Linked DNA regions of Zea mays: region 2 is linked to region 1. The links are chromatin contacts, called in public Hi-C maps. All regions are on one chromosome and are shown on one strand. The core of a region is the stretch at or near the end of the contact, and the rest is flanking DNA. Distances in the headings are between cores, read along the strand shown. Region 1 has its middle 17 kb from the start of LOC103638974. Region 2 holds the start of LOC103638977.

Region 1 (5,921 bases), core at 2,635-5,134:
ATACATTGATCACTCTCCTGCTTATTGGATTCACATTGCAATATATATCATCCATGCTAGCCAAATGTTCGGCCAACAAACGATAGCCAGTTACAACATTACACTCGACATCAAAGAAGCTTGGAGTAGCAGAGGATTCAACAGCAACAACAAAGCAATTTAGTCTCAAGCAAGTTGTGGTAGGCTATAGTTGAAACCCAAGTACCCAACATGAGTCCCAAGCAAATTCAGAGGAAAGTGGATGATTGCAAGAGGAATACAAAGAATTAGGTGTGTACCCTTGTTTCAATATTGACAATCTCTCTAAGTAGTGACAACCAATCTGTGAATAAGAATAGAATATCTTCAGCTAGACCACTGGAGCTTGAGAAGATTTTCTTGGTAGCATCATAAACTACCTTCTCACCTCCGAGCTTAGATGGCAAAGTAGATATATTAGCAGCTGTACAAAAGGACAATGAATCAATACCTGCTACAGACATATAAGTATTTCTCCGGTAGTAAGAAGCTAAATGTGTGCATCAATATTTTAAAAGAATTTAGAATAAGAAAAACAAGGTCAATAATTTAGAGCATTCAAGCCAAATATATGTACCTGCAGCAATGACTGGTAAATCTAGAACCAAACAGAGAATTCTAGAACCAAACAGAGAAACAGACGGCCTGATTGGTTGCCGACAGCATATGCGCCTGGCTTACATGAGCCTGTACCGGTTGAGTCGCTCATATTTGGCATCTGGACACATGCATGCTAATAAGTGTAAAAAAGCCTTGCCTGCAGCCGCGTGTACAGGTTCCGACAGTGCTGTTCAGCCAACCAATCAAAAGCACAATACCTGCTACAGACATATAAGTATTTCTCCGGTAGTAAGAAGCTAAATGTGTGCATCAATATTTTAAAAGAATTTAGAATAAGAAAAACAAGGTCAATAATTTAGAGCATTCAAGCCAAATATATGTACCTGCAGCAATGACTGGTAAATCTAGAACCAAACAGAGAATTCTAGAACCAAACAGAGAAACAGACGGCCTGATTGGTTGCCGACAGCATCTGCGCCTGGCTTACATGAGCCTGTACCGGTTGAGTCGCTCATATTTGGCATCTGGACACATGCATGCTAATAAGTGTAAAAAAGCCTTGCCTGCAGCCGCGTGTACAGGTTCCGACAGTGCTGTTCAGCCAACCAATCAAAAGCACAAGCCCAGTTAACGCATGCGGGGACCCTGGCGCCAGGGGCTAGGTAACCAATCATGCGAAGAGTGGCTCTGTTCTGATTGCCAAACACAGAATAGAGCCATTCCATACTCAGAATCTGGAATGGAACTATTCCATCCAAATAGACTCTAGAACCAAACACTACCAGCACAAGTTTTATTGCTGCTGACATACATAGCAAGCTTTTCTGATCTGTATATATCGAACATGCTTACATATGCTTCCTCTCTAGTTTTGCATGCCGATCGTGGCTCTGTCCTGCTGCCTAAGCCTCTCTACTGACTGAATTTCTCCTGCCAACATGCATGTGAGACAACACGTCAGAACAAGATCTCGTGCATGATGCATTAACAGATCTACCAAATGATATTTGTAGGGGAACACTCTAAAATCGGTTATTTAAATCCAAAGTCAGCTTTATCCCGACTATCAGCTAGCTATCACAACCCCCAGTCCGTTGAATAGGAATAACATCAAATTTCTTCAGCAAACTATGTGCAGATCGATAACAAGGACCAGTTAGAATGGTAATTCAGGATGCCTAATCTATTATGCAGTTCATGATTTCTAAATGTATCCATGGTCGTCCTACGCAAATTGACGAACACTGCATTTGAGAACATGCTGGTCAGCTGTTGTGCTATTACAAAAAAGGGGCAAACCAAACCCTTTCCATTGAGAATGAAGACAACAACAACACAGGGAATCAATAGATTATAGTGATTTAACCATCTGCATTTAAGATGCCTAATCTAGTATGCAGTTCGTGATTTCTTCGCAGATAGGTACAATCAGGTATCCATGTTCGAATGTGACATCAACCACATCCCACACGAATGCATTAACCAGATCCATGCGTCATACAGCATCAAACCGATGGAGCAGCCGAAACAAGCACCGTGCACGGACGGGATCGGGCGAGCGCGTGATCCAGGAATGGGGACTGAGGGCAGTACCTTGCCGCCCAAGAGGAAGATACCGGCCAGGCCGGCGGTGGCGACGCCGCACCAGATGACGACCGTCGATGAGAGCAGTGACCACTTGCGGTAGATCATCTTTGACCTCCTCGGATCCCTCTCTCGCTCTCCCATCCCTTGGCGTGCGTGCAGGTGCGGCGGCGGCGGCTAGTCCTCGACCTCGATAGAGCTGCTGGACGTGTCACGGATGGAGAAGAGAGAGACAGACGGATTCCACCAAAGAATGGGCCCTTGTAACGAGGCGTATCATGTCGTGGCAATCGGCGGCGGCCCTGCCGGTGCAGGCGAGCGAGCGCAGCACGGTGCCGAGCTCCTCGGCGGAGATGAGCCCGTCCCTGTTGCCGTCGAACACGTCGAACGCCTCCCGCAGGTCCCTCTCCTCCTCCTCCGCACCATCGGCCTCTTCAGCGTCGCCCTCCGCCACCACTGGCACCGGTACCTCCCTCGCCGCTGATGGGGCGGATCCGAGGCCACCTTCCATTGACGGCATGGGAGGAGGCTGGGGCGGAGATCATCGGCCACCTTCCGTGATTGATGGTGGGGCGATCCTCGGCACAAATCTGCGGCAGCACGGACAACAGCCGTGTTTCAGGAAACAAATCAGGAAGCTAAATGATTCTCGGCAGAACCGTGCATGGCGCCGTTGTTGGTAGTATAGATTCCGTTGATGGCGGCCATTGTTGGTAGGAGATCGCGACGCGGATGGCGGTGCGGGTGGGAGTGGGAGGCAGAACCGTGCACCATATCAGTGTGGACGTCTACACTATGTTCTTAATAGTATTAGAGATTATTCCATCTACTAGGTATATGCCGGTGCATTATTATGGAATCAATATGATAAAAAACATTGATATACAAAACACTAATTGTTATTCTACACTTCTGTTGGCATCACTATATAGTTAGGCATGTAAACATCCACTCTTAGTGATGCCAACAGAAGTGTAGAATAACAATTAGTGTTTTTATATATCAATGTATTTTTATCATATTGATTCTGTACCAAACATGGATAGTATCTTATGTTTTTTTGAGGTATGTAAACATTCACTTTTAGTGTTGCTAACAAAAATATAGAATAAGAATTAATGTTTTGCATATCACTGTATTTTATCATAGTGCTTCTGCATCTCAATGTATCTTACTATTACATGGTGACTCTGTAGAAACGCACGGACATACATCTAGTAAAATTTAGAACCCATTAGGACTTATTCGGTTATTTTTAATCCATATGGATTAGAGGGGATTGATACGGATTAGGAGAGATTTTGACTTACTAGGGATTGAAAACCCTTCAATTCCCCTTAATTTATATGGATTGGGGTAGAACCGAACAAGCAGTTGTGTGGTGAAAGCCCGCGTGGAAGTTTTTGAATCCGTTGGAATTCGCGAGGTGGTTTGGGCCCAATATTTAGTAGCCCAGCGTGCGAAATACATATAGGCACCTTCTCTGTCGCCCTAGCTAACTTCCGGGACAGGGATTTATCTGAACAGGGATTGTGTCACTCAGAGGTATAGCGTCAATGTTCTCGCCGGCCGTTCGAACAAGATGGGGAGGTCGGGGAAACAGGGCAGGGCACAAGCAAACAAAGCATGGTACGCGACGGCCATACCCATACGGGACAGGACACAGGACGAGAGAAGAACAGCGCGAGCATGGAGCTGGTCCCATCGGTATCGGCGTCGGCGTCGGCGTGGTCCTCGCATGTTGCAAGAGTCTCATCAATCATCCAGTCTGAGGTCTGAACCGGACTATAAAGATGGCGGCACGAACGCCAGCCAACGCGGCCGGCAAGTAGTAAAAGCTGGCGCCAGGCCAGCTGCCCGCGGGATTCGAGCGCTGAAACCCATGCGCCGTAGCTGCAGCCGTGGTGGCGCGCTGAAACACATGCGCTGCGACCCGCATCCTATGCCAGCGCCTTGCATCCGCACGTGCACCGCTTCGATTCGTTCGGACGGGTGCATGCACATGCACTGCAGTTGCAGCAACTGACAGTTTTTACTGGGAGGGACACGTTACCCGACTGCCCGCCGTCAAAGTCAGGCTACTACTGTTCACCGATCCCAAATGGAAATGCCATTCCACGAGGCAAAACCAGTTCATTGCGGTTGCGGCTGGAGCGAGGGATCACATTGAGCCGCACGCGCAGTTTGGGGCTTCCAGCCTCGAGCTCCATATATGTCCGTTGCGGCTGTGCGCGCTGTAACGCGTGTGTGTACGAGGTTAGATTAGAAGCTCGCGGCAGAAAATTCATAGATTGATTCTCGCCGGTCAAAAGCCACCAAAAATAAACGTATCCTAACAAAAAATAATTTTCTTTTCGATGATTTAGAGAGTATTTGAATAAACTAGAGTTAATAGTTAGTGGTTAAAATTAGTTGAGACATCCAAACATCTTAACTAATAGTTCAATTATTTGCTATTTTTGATAAATTAGTTAATACTTAGTTAGCTAGTTAATTCTACTAATAATTTTTAGTCAACTAATTATTAGTTCTAGTGTATTCAAACACCGGCTAAATAGGTTTACTTTTACTTCCGGTTGTATGCTTTCGTAGAAATTCCAACATCGAAAGTAGAGCTTGTTTTCGTCGGTAGCCGCTCCGCGAAAACCAGGCCTACTATTCTCGAGTATAGCTAGTGCCCGTAGTAGCTTGTTTATTGTTGTGCTCTACTAGTGTACAAAACAAAGCTAGTACTATAGTTATGTAGGGGCTTGCATTGGGTGAAATAATAGAGCTAGTGCAAAGTAGAGTAGTTGATTTTTTTTCCCGTAAACAAGTTCTATATATCAACGACAAGGACAGTTGGTTTTGAATCAGACTAGATCAAAGGGCGCCCCCTATCCAGCACAAAGGGAAAAACATGAGTGCTAAGGATTTGATAATACTACTTAAAAGCTTGAGTGCGAGACAAATAGAGCAACAAAGCAGTGATCAGATCGGACACATAGCGAGGCTAGTTATAATAGTAACATCCAACTTTTTTTGCTAGCTTTGAGACTGTTTGGATCTCTCATTAAATCATGCAGTGCCTATTTGTTATGTTATTATTTTTTATGGTTGCATTCTTATGTTTGGTAATTGTACGACAACCTCTACTATATGTGTGAAAGTGGAAACCCGAAGAAACTTTTGTATGAACACTATTTTCATTACTAGATGAAGCTATGGATGCAGTCGGAACAATACTGCCATCTGAAGATTCAGTCCGAGAGGAGGAAAAAACCTAAATTTCTTGAGATGCAAGAACTTATCAAGTTGACGTATACATATGCGTGCATCTCTTTTATCTCTGTACATATAACATGTAGAGTGTAATAATTAAACGACGTGTTTTTTAACCTCCCATTGTGCCAATGCAGCCAAAGCTTTGGGAAATACAAAACCACTATATTGATCAGTCTCACCCTATATGCCTACTTGTTATTTGTTAGGTGCATTTTATCTTGATCCCCTCTAAGGAATTTTTCACTATCGGACATTCCAATGGCTTTGAAGAATGAAACTTACATGATTGATAGCATCAACACCAGTAGACGTTTTTGTGATGTCTGTACTTTCATGGTTTCCATTTTCTTCAAGTCAAGCAAAGAGATCAGATCATCGCATTTGTTACATAATAGGGAGTAGAAAAGGTCACATGTTAATACCTGGGGTAGGAACTGATCCTCGATGCCTCATTTTTGGCTCAGTAAAAGCTCACTCATAGGTGGTGCAACATT
Region 2 (5,635 bases), core at 1,959-4,458, 170 kb after region 1:
GCTTTATGGAGACATCAGGTAACCCCATGTGTGAGGTAAGTTCCTGTAAAACAGACATTAGGATTATATTAGCACGTGAATTTGTAAACACGGGAAGAATGAATTACTAAACAGACGAACAAGAGCCCATTCTAAAATGTTTTTGAAGAAAAAAATAACATAGAGGGAGAGAGCAGGGACAAGAAGGGTGTTTATTTCATCTAATATGTGTGGTCACCATGTAATCTTGTGAAAAGGCTGGTGTGTGTGTCATGTCAAGCTTTCTGCATTGTTTGACAAAAAAACATATGAGGTTACCGCAAAGTAAAGTGCCCAAGTAATTAACTAGAGGATAAATATTCATTAGAAATAAAAAGGTTAGCCAGCTAAAAGCATGTCCAACAAAACATACAAGCTTGAAGGCTTAAGAAATTCAAGATCTTGCTTTAGTGAAGTTCACAAATGCAATGCATAGTTACTTTAAATGCCAAAAAAATCATGTAGTAAAGGAAAAATATGAAGGTCTGGCCAAGTTCTGCCAGTTACTTTTGACTTTAAAAGGATGCTTCCATGGGCACAATATGGTAATGATATTGTCTCCTCAAGCAGATGACATAAAGAAAACCCATCACTGAAGTACAAATGGTATTTCTTGGAATTTTTCAATAGCAAGGTATTTCTCCCAAAGGCCACTGTCTAATTTGTGGAATATTCATTACCTGGAAAGCAGAGTTGTAGGCATCAGAGCCATTTCCACAGAAAAAAACAAACTGCACCCTCAGATTTTTAGTTTTTGCTATATCCAAAATTTGTGTAGCTGATGCACGCATGACTGTGACATAATCCCATGGTAAATCATCAAAAAATAAGTAGCTTCCAACAACCAAAATAACAACATCATCTTTTTCAATCCCATGCTGCTTTCTTGTAGTTTCGTCAGAATGTGATGAGCCAAATCTTTTAGCAGACCAGATATCAACTGGAGAACCAGAAATCACTAAAAAGTTACCAGAATCAAGAGGCGAGTACAACAACTGAAATCAAATAGCTTTATGTCAGACATAAATTGCATTTCATAAATTATTATACAGTATTGAGTTGATGGTGGTACATACAGGATGGTAGCTATCTGGAAAAACAACATAAGCGCATGCATTAAAATGAGTCCTCCAATCTTCAATGACATTTTGAATAGAATCATGTAACTTTGCATAACTTCTAAGATATTGTCCAAGAGTGTCTTCATGTATAAGCCAAATCACTGGTAGAAGCCGAAAAGGTTCCTGCATAAGACTGAAAACAATATGAATGTGCTAAGTGCCAAACAAAGAACTGCTACAGAAAAAATGGAAATGAATTCCAAGAAACGAATTTTACATGAACAAAATGAAAGGTCATATAATGGAATAAATAAATTCACAAAACAATGAGTACATCAGCTGTTCTCCCCCCCCCCCCCCCCACACACACACAATGGAATGCAAACATCTAAGCCGTTTTTTCATTAGCAAATTGTGTTTTATTACATGCCAACCCTGGAGCATAAGACATGTTATAGAAGAATTCTCACATTGAAACAACCCCTTTCCCTTCGAGAGAGCTTACTAGCACAGCATTGTACCTACAAAATTAGGAACAGAGAAAAAAGAAGGGTAATAGATGAATAAGACATGGAATAAGAATAGCAGTGAAAATATTCGAATTTTAAAGTATTAGCAACTCACTGTGACCAGTCAACAGATTTCAAAGCCCCAGTGTTCACAACATTTACAAGACAAATATTTTCCCAAATATCACGAGCTTTCCCATCTGTAAATGCTAAAACCTGATCCATGGCAACACCATGAGTGGCATGGGGTATAAAGTATTGTCAACATCGAAAAAATCAAGAATGGTCACCAATGAAAACAAGTTTCACAAGCTCAAGGGTACAATATCACAACCGAATGGCAAACCCACCAAACTAGTAGGCATTTTGCAACCTGTGGAAAATAGTGTTGCGTGTAAACTCACCTCAACCTCGTAGCCCAGACTCACAAGACTTTTCGCAACAGTTGCAAGCATCAGAGATTGTGCATCTATGTTCATATTTCCAACAGCCTGAAACAACCGGAGCCAAAGGCAACTCTCTATGACATGCATTTTAGCATTATAAAAATTGAATGAATATGCGGCGGTAGACCTGACTAATAAAGAAACAGCAAAACACGCAAACAATACAATATACATGGCATGCATATATCTAGGTAAGCATGTCTGTTTCTCCATCGAATACTAAATTCTGATATACATGACATGCATATATCTAGGTAAGCATGTCTGTTCCTCCATCGAATACTAAACTCTGACCAGCGCGCCGCATTACATTACTAAATCCCAGGAGAGCTCTATTACACCATTAAAAAAACTAGGCATCTTTCAACGTTACCAAAATTCACAGGTGCTGCCGCGAAAATGGTAGTGGAGCACTCACGAGCGCTACTCTGACGGGCGCGAGGCTGGCCCACAGCCGCCGCCCGGATCTCGCGGCCTCGAGCCGGCTCTCGCCGTCGAACGCGCGCAGCGCCAGGCTGGAGGACGAGAACCGCATCGGTCCGGCTTCGCCTCCTTGAAGGCGCGGCGGCGCCTCCCCGTCCCCCTCCGCTGCGTCGCCGTCGCCGATGGGGAGCAGCTGCCAGACCACTAGCAGGGAGGCGGTGAAGAGTGCCACGAGGAGCGCGAAGAAGAGGTGGCTCGGGCGGCAGGGCAGCCCTGGGCGCCGCCGTCTCCGCGCTGCGGCCGCGCCCGCGGAGGCGGCGGCGGTGGAGGAGGAGGACGCTCCCGGGCCCGCGGTGGGGAGATGGTGCGCGGCGTCGGCGTGCGCCCCGCGCCGCCACATTGGAATGCAACCCCGCGGCGGCGGCGATCGGAGCGGAGCGGCAAAGGGCGAGTCGGTCGGGTCCTGCCAGTGAGGGTGAGGAGCTGCTCGTTGTTGCTGACCAGCTGCTGTTACATGGGAGTCGGACGCGTCCCGATGCGAGCCGCGGTCGAGTCGGTCAGGTGGCGCGGCGGGCCCGGACTCGGGAGTGGCGAGGTGGCCCGTGCCGAGGAGGGGAGAAGTGAGGAACTGAGGACTGACGAGGACGCGGGTTGAGATCGGGCAAAGCAACCGCCGCTGCGCCGAAGAAGGTGGCACACGGATGAATGGATCTCTGTGGCGAGGCGACCGAGCCCGAGCTAGAATACCGAGCGGAGCTCAAACGATATTTCCCCGTAGCTAGAGAGTATCTGTAGACTGTAGGATATATCATGTCGGACATGGATACGTACGCCACGCCGTATCTTTCTTTGTGCTACACGAACACAGACGGCGCCATTGGGGTAGTTTCTTTGTGCCGGAGACGGAAACTACTAGAGAAAATTCCCTGAGCGCCATTAAAATCTATACCGAATCCTTATATGCCATCAATTTAGATTTTGGGTTCCTTCAATGCCATCGCCGTTATTGCTACCGTTATATGTTCAACTGGGCCCACTCGTCATAGCCTAACGTCCATGTACCCCTTAATTCTTCTCACCTCACCTCCTCAACGCAACCACACGGTGACGGTGACCCTGCGCTTGGCGCGCGCCAGACAATGCGACGATGGAGAGGTCGATAGGCTCACATCCAGCGCAGTCAGTGTCTGGCGTTAGATGTGAGCCTATCGACCTCTCCATCGTCAAGAGGGCTATATATAGGAAAAACTATTCTAACAGTGTCTAATTTAGTAAAATTTTGTCAAAAACATATATGACATCCTCTCAAATACCTCAAATATATTATACCGTAGTGGACTGCCCTATAATCTAGATTTAGGGCTTTACTGTTAGAGCAGAATATTTTGTTAATATCTTAGATCATATAAATTTATTTATTTTTAAATTATAGGGTGTTTTTATAGATCGCGTTGTTGGAGATGCTCTAAAAAAATACTAGAGTATTTTATTGAGGTGTTTGATTGGTTTCCTAAAACTATATTTCAAAACTATGGTATTCTAGATACTATGATATTTTTAGAGTATTGAAAATTTCACTTTCTACCCAAAAAATTATAGCATAACTTAATTTATAACATTGTATTCAAACTATATCATTGTCAATGACAGTTGAAAAATATAGTTTTAAAAAATATATATTATTGTTAAATAAGCCATACTCTCTCCCTAAGTCCCTAGACAATGGCCCTGTTTAGCACAGCTGCCGCTTGTTGAAAAAGCAGCTTATCTGATAAGCTGGTGAAAAGCAGCTTCTGCTTGTTGGCTGCTTTTAGTGTATTCTAAGAAGCAGCTGAACTGATAAGCTGCTGCAGAAGCTAGCTGTTTGGTAGAACTTCTGCTTAAATTTGTGAAGAAGCTGAAAATAAGTTGTGCCAAACAGGGCCAATACAGAGTGTCATTCTTGTTTTTTCCTGGAAAACATATATTCAATTTTAATAAATATATATATATAATATTTATTTATAATGCATAATTAGTATTATTTGATAAATTGTGAAATATATTTATAATAAACTTATTTAGATATATAAATATTACTTGTATTTTCTAAAACTTTAGTCAAATTCAATAAAAATTGATCAACGTGAAATATAACAACGCGTTTTTTAAAAACCGGGTGCCCGAAAAAGGCCTAAAAGGTCTCCCAAAGACGACCCATTAATCGACCGACCCACCTACCGAGCAACTCGGCGGGGCGGATCTGCCAACCAACCTACCCACCGAACAACCCGGTGGGGCGGACGGACGACCAACCCGCTCACCGAGCAACACTGTCGAGCAACCCAGCGAGGCGGGTTTGCCGACCAACCCACTCGTCGAGGCGGGGTTGTTAATCAACCTGCCTGCCGAGCAACCCGGTAAGGCGGGCCTACCGATCAACCTGTCTACTGAGCAGCCCAGCAAGACGACAGCCGACTCTCGGACGAAAACCTCTACATAGGGGGAAGAGTCGACCTAGCACTATTAAAGCCACGACGGCACGGTGAGACAGATCATCACCGAGCCGTGTCCAGACCACAGTTATCCTAAACGATCGTTTAGACCGTTTAAACGTCGTTTAAATGCTACTCAATAGCTAACTGTTTAGGTTGTTTATGTCGTTTAATCCTATAATTCGTTTTTTAGTCCGTTTAAACGCCCGTGTAGTCCGATTAAACGCTAAACAGAGGATGACCGATTGTTTGTCGTTTAGCGTTTTAGGATAACAGTTGTCCAGACAATGGGAGCAGTACAGAAGGTCTCTATCAAGCACGACGTCGGATACATATACCCGCTGACCAGTAGGATCAGTCAACCTCAGCCGCAGAGACCTCAGCATCGAAGCCTCTATAGTGACCCATACGCTAGAGGGGTCTGTGAAACAATGAGTATAATTATTATTTTCTATTGTTAAATTAGTTTGGAATTAACTAGAAAATGATCATTATATACATATTGTTTGTTTTTGGTCTGGCTCGCGAGCTAAACGAGCCGAACTGACTCTGTGGCTTGTTAGCTTAACGAGCCGAGCCAGCTCGTACTCAAACGAGCCGAGCTGGCTCGATATCCAACCCTACCCCTACATCACCGGCCTTGAGCCCTTCCCAACGCGCCCCGGACTGCCCTACTACGCACCCGACGCTCCCCGCCGGGATTC

Evidence for each region. A called contact is a pair of places that touch in the nucleus more often than the background predicts.
Region 2: a contact with region 1 is called in a Hi-C map of leaf, with 6 times the contacts expected there. The contact joins the promoter of LOC103638977 here to the enhancer-like site in region 1. A contact is called at or near these places in 2 of 25 Hi-C or Micro-C datasets (ear and leaf).

Annotation. Positions count from the first base shown.
Region 1 is chr9:123,690,962-123,696,882 of Zm-B73-REFERENCE-NAM-5.0, forward strand. No RefSeq gene overlaps it. Among protein-coding and RNA genes, the nearest start is that of LOC103638974, 17 kb to the right of the region's middle. Within about 2 kb of position 3,885, at least 17 of the 20 cell types and tissues checked have an H3K27ac peak or open chromatin away from gene starts, as enhancers often do. A contact at or near this core is called in ear and leaf, where this site is marked.
Region 2 is chr9:123,856,752-123,862,386 of Zm-B73-REFERENCE-NAM-5.0, forward strand. LOC103638977 reads right to left here and starts at 3,209. Exons shown (of 14, transcript XM_008661761.2): 1 at 2,453-3,209; 2 at 1,993-2,079; 3 at 1,704-1,804; 4 at 1,550-1,600; 5 at 1,095-1,272; 6 at 699-1,013; 7 at 1-43. The coding sequence starts at 2,857.